2 separate regions of the Sus scrofa genome follow, and region 2 is linked to region 1. Evidence: chromatin contacts called from public HiChIP or PLAC-seq data. All regions are on one chromosome and are shown on one strand. The core of a region is the stretch at or near the end of the contact, and the rest is flanking DNA. Distances in the headings are between cores, read along the strand shown.

Evidence for each region. HiChIP or PLAC-seq counts read pairs in DNA pulled down with a chosen protein or histone mark.
Region 2: a contact with region 1 is called in an H3K27ac HiChIP or PLAC-seq map of alveolar macrophages. The contact joins the promoter of RTTN here to the promoter of SOCS6 in region 1. A contact is called at or near these places in 2 of 5 promoter capture datasets (fetal liver and liver), 4 of 47 Hi-C or Micro-C datasets (embryonic fibroblasts, heart right ventricle, liver and 1 more) and 2 of 2 datasets of contacts at active chromatin or transcription factors (alveolar macrophages and skeletal muscle).

The regions. Positions count from the first base shown.
Region 1 is chr1:152,635,150-152,637,849 of Sscrofa11.1, reverse strand. It overlaps SOCS6 (suppressor of cytokine signaling 6), which reads left to right and starts at 1,376. Exons shown (of 2, transcript NM_001170518.2): 1 at 1,376-1,410.
Region 2 is chr1:152,686,988-152,689,687 of Sscrofa11.1, reverse strand. RTTN (rotatin) reads right to left here and starts at 1,383. Exons shown (of 49, transcript XM_021099277.1): 1 at 1,280-1,383.

The DNA of each region.
Region 1 (2,700 bases), core at 127-2,626:
CCCATGTCTTCTCCTTCTGAAGGAGCTTAAAACAAGTGCGCTGGGTTGAAAAGTTGGCTTCTTTTCTAATTACTACTTACTATTATCACCAAATTCTCTGACCATTCTTTTAGTCAATATTCACTGTTACTAGATATTTGAGAATTGCCCTGTTGCTATTAAACCAGGTAAGGGGTTAGTAATGAATTCAAGCAAGAATTGAAGATGACAGAGGACTGGTGAATCCCATAAAACAAATGACTTCAATTTTATATATACAATTCATACATACCAATTAAATCAACTGACAACCCAATTTTTAAAGTGTTAATCTAGATTTTGTGTTTAGATGAGAATTGTATGTATGTCCACATTTATAAAAATTAAGATTACTTGAAATTTTTTTAAACTAATAGCTTTGTTGAGGTGTAATTCAGATATAAATTGAACTTTAACATTTTTTCCCTGAGTCTTATTTGTTTCCTTTTTAAAAGGTCACTGCTATTCAAGAAATACAACTTTAAGTGAACAATAATTCTTTAGACTTTAGTTATACTTACCTGTAATTATTTTTCATCAGAAGAGGACACGAATTTTCCTATGGCTTCTCATTGACAAAGGTCCAATCTGTTGTTATTGCTATATGCTAGTAACACAGCTCAGTCAACTTCCAAAGAAATGAGTCAAGTTACCAACACACAACTTCACATCACACTACCTTGGAACTGGGTGGCACAAACAGCGGTCAACTAAGATTTTTTATAAAACCCCACTAACAAGGACTAATGGAAAAGCATATGGCCTGAAACAAGGAATAAGTTTTCTCTCAAAAAGCACACTTTACGGTTAAGCTAGAAAAGGTGTGGGGAAAGACTTCCCCTCACCGATGCGTGCATGCCAGGCTGTCCCTGTCCCTCCCTAAGAGCTGGGACCAGATGGGGTCACCGTGCTAGGTGAGCGGACCTCGGCCGCGTGGGGTAGCCTCCCAGCCACATGGACAAGGGCAGAGCCGGTACCAGAGGGTCCAGAATATTTTCCTTTCTGCGTCAGCCTGGACCACCGGGGAGGGGAGGTTGAAAAGACAGAACCGACACCAAAAAGGCTGCCGGCTCAACTGGCACCAGCCGGACGATGCCCAGACTCCGACTCCGGCGCGGGACCGGCCCCCGCCCCCCGGCCCCGCCCCCGAGCGCCCCCGCCCCCGCCGGCCAGCCCCCGCGCGGACGCCCGCCTGCGCCGCGGGCCGAGTGGTGGGCGCGGAGCGGCCGGCTCCGCTCCTGCGCTCCGGCTCCCGCTCGGGCTGGCGCCGCCGCGCGCCCCTCCTGGAGAAGGAGGAGGAGGAAGGAGGCGGGAGGAGGAGTTGCGGGAGAGGAGGGCCGAGCGCGGCAGTCGCGCCGGCGCTGGGCGAGGAGCGCAGCGGGCCGCTGCCGGGTGAGCGTCTGCGAAGCCGAGTCGGAGGCTGGGTCGGGGCTCGGCTTTTCGCTCCCAATCCTCGGGGCCCGGGGGAGCGGCCTCGGGGGCGCCTCTGCCCCTCAGGCCGGCGGGGGCGGGTCCGGCGCGGGCTGGGCCGCGGGTCGGGTCGGCGCGAGGCCCTGCGCGCCACGGCGGGTCCACGGGCGGGGGCCGGGCGGGCGGGGATAGGCGTCCGGGAAGCCGGGCTGGGGAGCCGGCCGGGGAGGGCCGAGGCCTGCTTCCGCCGGGCGCCGGCCCGACCCCTCGGCCTCCCGGCCTCCTGCGCGCCGGGCCCGGGCCGCCGCCTTTGTTGCCCGCAGCCCTCCGGGGAGAGGCCGGGGCTCAGAGAGGCCTGGGGCGGTGGCGCGGGGCCTGCGCGCTCCACACACAGTCGGCCGCGCTGGGAACCCCTCCGTTCGGCGGCCGAAGGGTGGCCCGGGAGGCCCAGGCCGCGTCGGCGCCGCCGCCCCCGGGCGGCTCCTTGGGTCGGGATCCGGGTCTGTTCCGCGCGTGGAGGCGCCCCTGGACTTGCGCGGATGTAGGGCTCCGGGAGGGTCAAACCGCCCTCGGTGCCGAGACGGGCCTGAATCTTCAATTTGCTTCAGGTGTTGGCAACTTCAGGGCCCCATTGTGGCCCATCCTGTGTCGGAACTGTTGACAATTGTCAGTGGCTGATCCTGGCACAGAACTTGGAACGTGTGCAGTCTTCTGTAAGCCAACTTAGCATGTAGTCGCATCCCATCCCCACTTTTTGGGATTCAGGGCCAGGTAGGATTATGTGGCGGAACTCAGGCTTCCGGTAGTGAAACCTATAACGTTGAATTCAGTTCAGCCAATGTTTGTTGAAAACGACTACCCGGGAAAATGATGATACTTTACTGTGTGTGGGTAACGGAGAACTAAGTGATCACAATTATCACGTGAATGAGACACAAAACGTTTCTCAAATATGTTCTTTATGGACTGTGCCCCTTGGAATAAAGATATATTTGTAATCAAACAAAAGTAAATTGCCATCCACTTCAAGATGAAATGTCTGAGTTGTTCGCACCCACAGAGGTGTACGTTTATCTTGACTTTTTTTGGTTAACAACTATCACAACATGAAATCTATTTCGCTTACTCTAATGAATGAATTTTACATGGACTGTTTAGTGCTGTGGAGAATAATCAGTGTTATTTAAAACCATGAATGGCGTTGTTTATCAAGTTTCACAGAGAAAACCTGAACACTAGCCCGTGATACATTACGTGCTTTTTTCTTTCTCA
Region 2 (2,700 bases), core at 134-2,633, 52 kb before region 1:
GTTTAATTACTGTCCCCCCAGAAACCCGGCCAGATGGAAGACGGGTTCCGCAATTCCTGAGCGAAGGAGACAGGGAGTGAGAAGCATTCCGTAAGCTGTTCCCAGCACCCGCGCCCCCAAAGAAGCTTACGGCCTCTCTGTAATTACTACTTCGTAGTTCCTAGACAGTGGTGTGGATTGTTAAGAAATGGAAAGAATGAAGAAGCAAGCAGCGATAGAACCAGCTTTGGCCGCAGTGCGCGTCGGGAGTTGTAGTCTTCGCTTGTTCGTGCTCCGCTCCCGGAATTCCGGACCCGCCACCGTGCCCGCCAGCCTGGGGTTCCGGCGTCCTCGCTTCTATGCGAGGGGTTTATGACTCTGCCAGTCTGACTTCTCAGCTCCCAGAACTTTACAATTTAGAATGCGGACTTTTGTTAGGATTACCCATCCCAGCCCACGCCTGCCTCCCTGCGTTACTAAATGACTTAACCTCTTCAACTGTAAAACGAACCTGCAAAATCAAGCAGTGACCTTGGATACCTGGTTTCAAAGTAAACAGGACGCAATAGAAATAAAGGCTAGCTGGGGGGGAAGTGGGGGGAGGGGTACACAGAAGAGAAAAAAGGCGACTGTAGAAAGAAAAAGGGATTGGTAGGGGGGTTAATTCCTATTTGAATGCCTCTAAAGTTGACTTCTGCACTGTGATCGAGCTGAACTAATAGGGAAAAAAAATCTAAGCAATGGTTAACAGCAAAGACAACAAAACTAAATATATAAAATGACTTGCATTTTAGAAAATATTTTATCTCACTGATCTTTTCAATTTCCCTGGACAAGGGATGTCGAGGCAGCAATTCTCATTCCTATTTTGCAAAAAAAAAAAAAGGAGGGGGTGATTGGGAGTGAGGAGGAACTTAAAATCGGAGAAGTACCTGGCTCACTATCACATCAACAAATAACTGACTGATTAAGTTTGTTTCTTTGTCCCATTCTTAGAACCTTGCCACCTCTACAAGTCTGTAGATAGAGAGTGGTGACATTTGAGCTGGACCTTGGGGGATAAGTAGGAGTTTATTTGCCAGGCAAAGAAATAGTATAAGGGAATTTCTGCCAGAGAAAACAGTACATGCAAAGGCAAGAATTCAGAGTGAGTCTGTCGAAGTCAGGGAAAGTGAAAAAGTCTATGTGACCAGATTACCTCTGGGAGAAAGAGAAGAGGGGCAACTGGCATGCTGGCTATTTCCCCATTTGGTCCTCCAGGGACTTCTCCCCACTCTGCTAGCCTCTGCCGGTAACTGACCTCTACAGATGAAAAGGCTGCACCAGCAAAGCACCCTGGCCCTCCAGCATCCAACTGGCTGTGGTAAATAGAGACACCAGGAGGAAATGAGAGGAAGAAATGAGAGTGTGTATATTTAACCAAGATTCAGCTAGCCCACACCTAAACCTGCCTGGCCAAGATTGTAACAGTGGCTGCATTCCATAGGGCAATAGCTCCTGCTGAATGGTGTGTCAAAGGTACTGAAAAACAGAAACTGTAGAAGGAGGCATTTGCACTAACTGATAAGTATCTGTAGTTGTCCAGCCATGACGGTTTAAGTTGTGTATTTGAAGTGTCAAGGTCAAAATACACAAAGCGGTATGAAGAAATGAGAGAATTAATTTTTTCAGTGATATTTCTAAGATGAACAGTCTTGGATGATAGGAAATTGGGGATGTTGGTGGGTAAGGGATGGGAGAAAAATAACTTCAAGCAAGCATTTTTTAAGTAGAATAGGAGGTCAGACTATGAAGTGGTATCGATTATGTTGCTTTTCTAACATTTGCTGTTATTATTGAGCAGATGTTACCTTTATAATTAGACAAAAATTATTGTCTTGCCTATTACATTCAAAACAATTATCATTCTCCTGTTAGACTGAGTATTAGTTTGCCAGTTTTTCCTCAAAGTATCAACTGTCAATTTATTAATTCTACTGTTTAAAAAAAAACATATTCTAATGTATTAACTGTACTTTTATTTAGTATCAGTTACTTTCTCCTTCTTTGGGTTTGTTTCGCTGTTCCTTTTCTAACTTTTTAAGCTAAGAGTTACTTTATTTCAATTCTTTCTTAGTTATAGTGAATTTTAAGTCCATGAATCTGCATCTAAAAAAAGCTCTAGTCATATATCATGAATTTAGATTTGTAATATTCTAACTATTATTATTTTCAACAATCCTGAAACTACTGTTTCCTTTTTCTCCCAAGATCTGTTTAGAAGGTTGATTTTTAATTGCCTTCTTTGTTGTATACTTTCATTATTAATTTCTACTTTTATTGTATCCCCATCAGCAACCCAGGCTTTTGTAATTATGAACTTTAAGATCAAATATTTTAAGTGATGCCTGAGTACTTGAAAAAATGGCCAATAGATATCTGTGTGTAGATGTGTGAAGAACCATATGTGTATTATCTTTGTAATTTTCTATGTGTACTTAAAATAGTTTTTGTCATATATACTTAAGTGCTCACATAGTAAATACACATTGAATTTTACATGATGGTAAATGACAGCCGTTCACTGGTGATACATATATGGATCAGGGAAGGGGTGAAGGTAGAGATCTTTTCTGGTGATGATTTTTCTTAGGAGAGAAAGAAATGCTTTTTTTTTTTTTTTTTTCTTTTCTGGAAGAAGCATGCATGCAGTTTTGCTCTTCCTTACAATTTGGACATGAA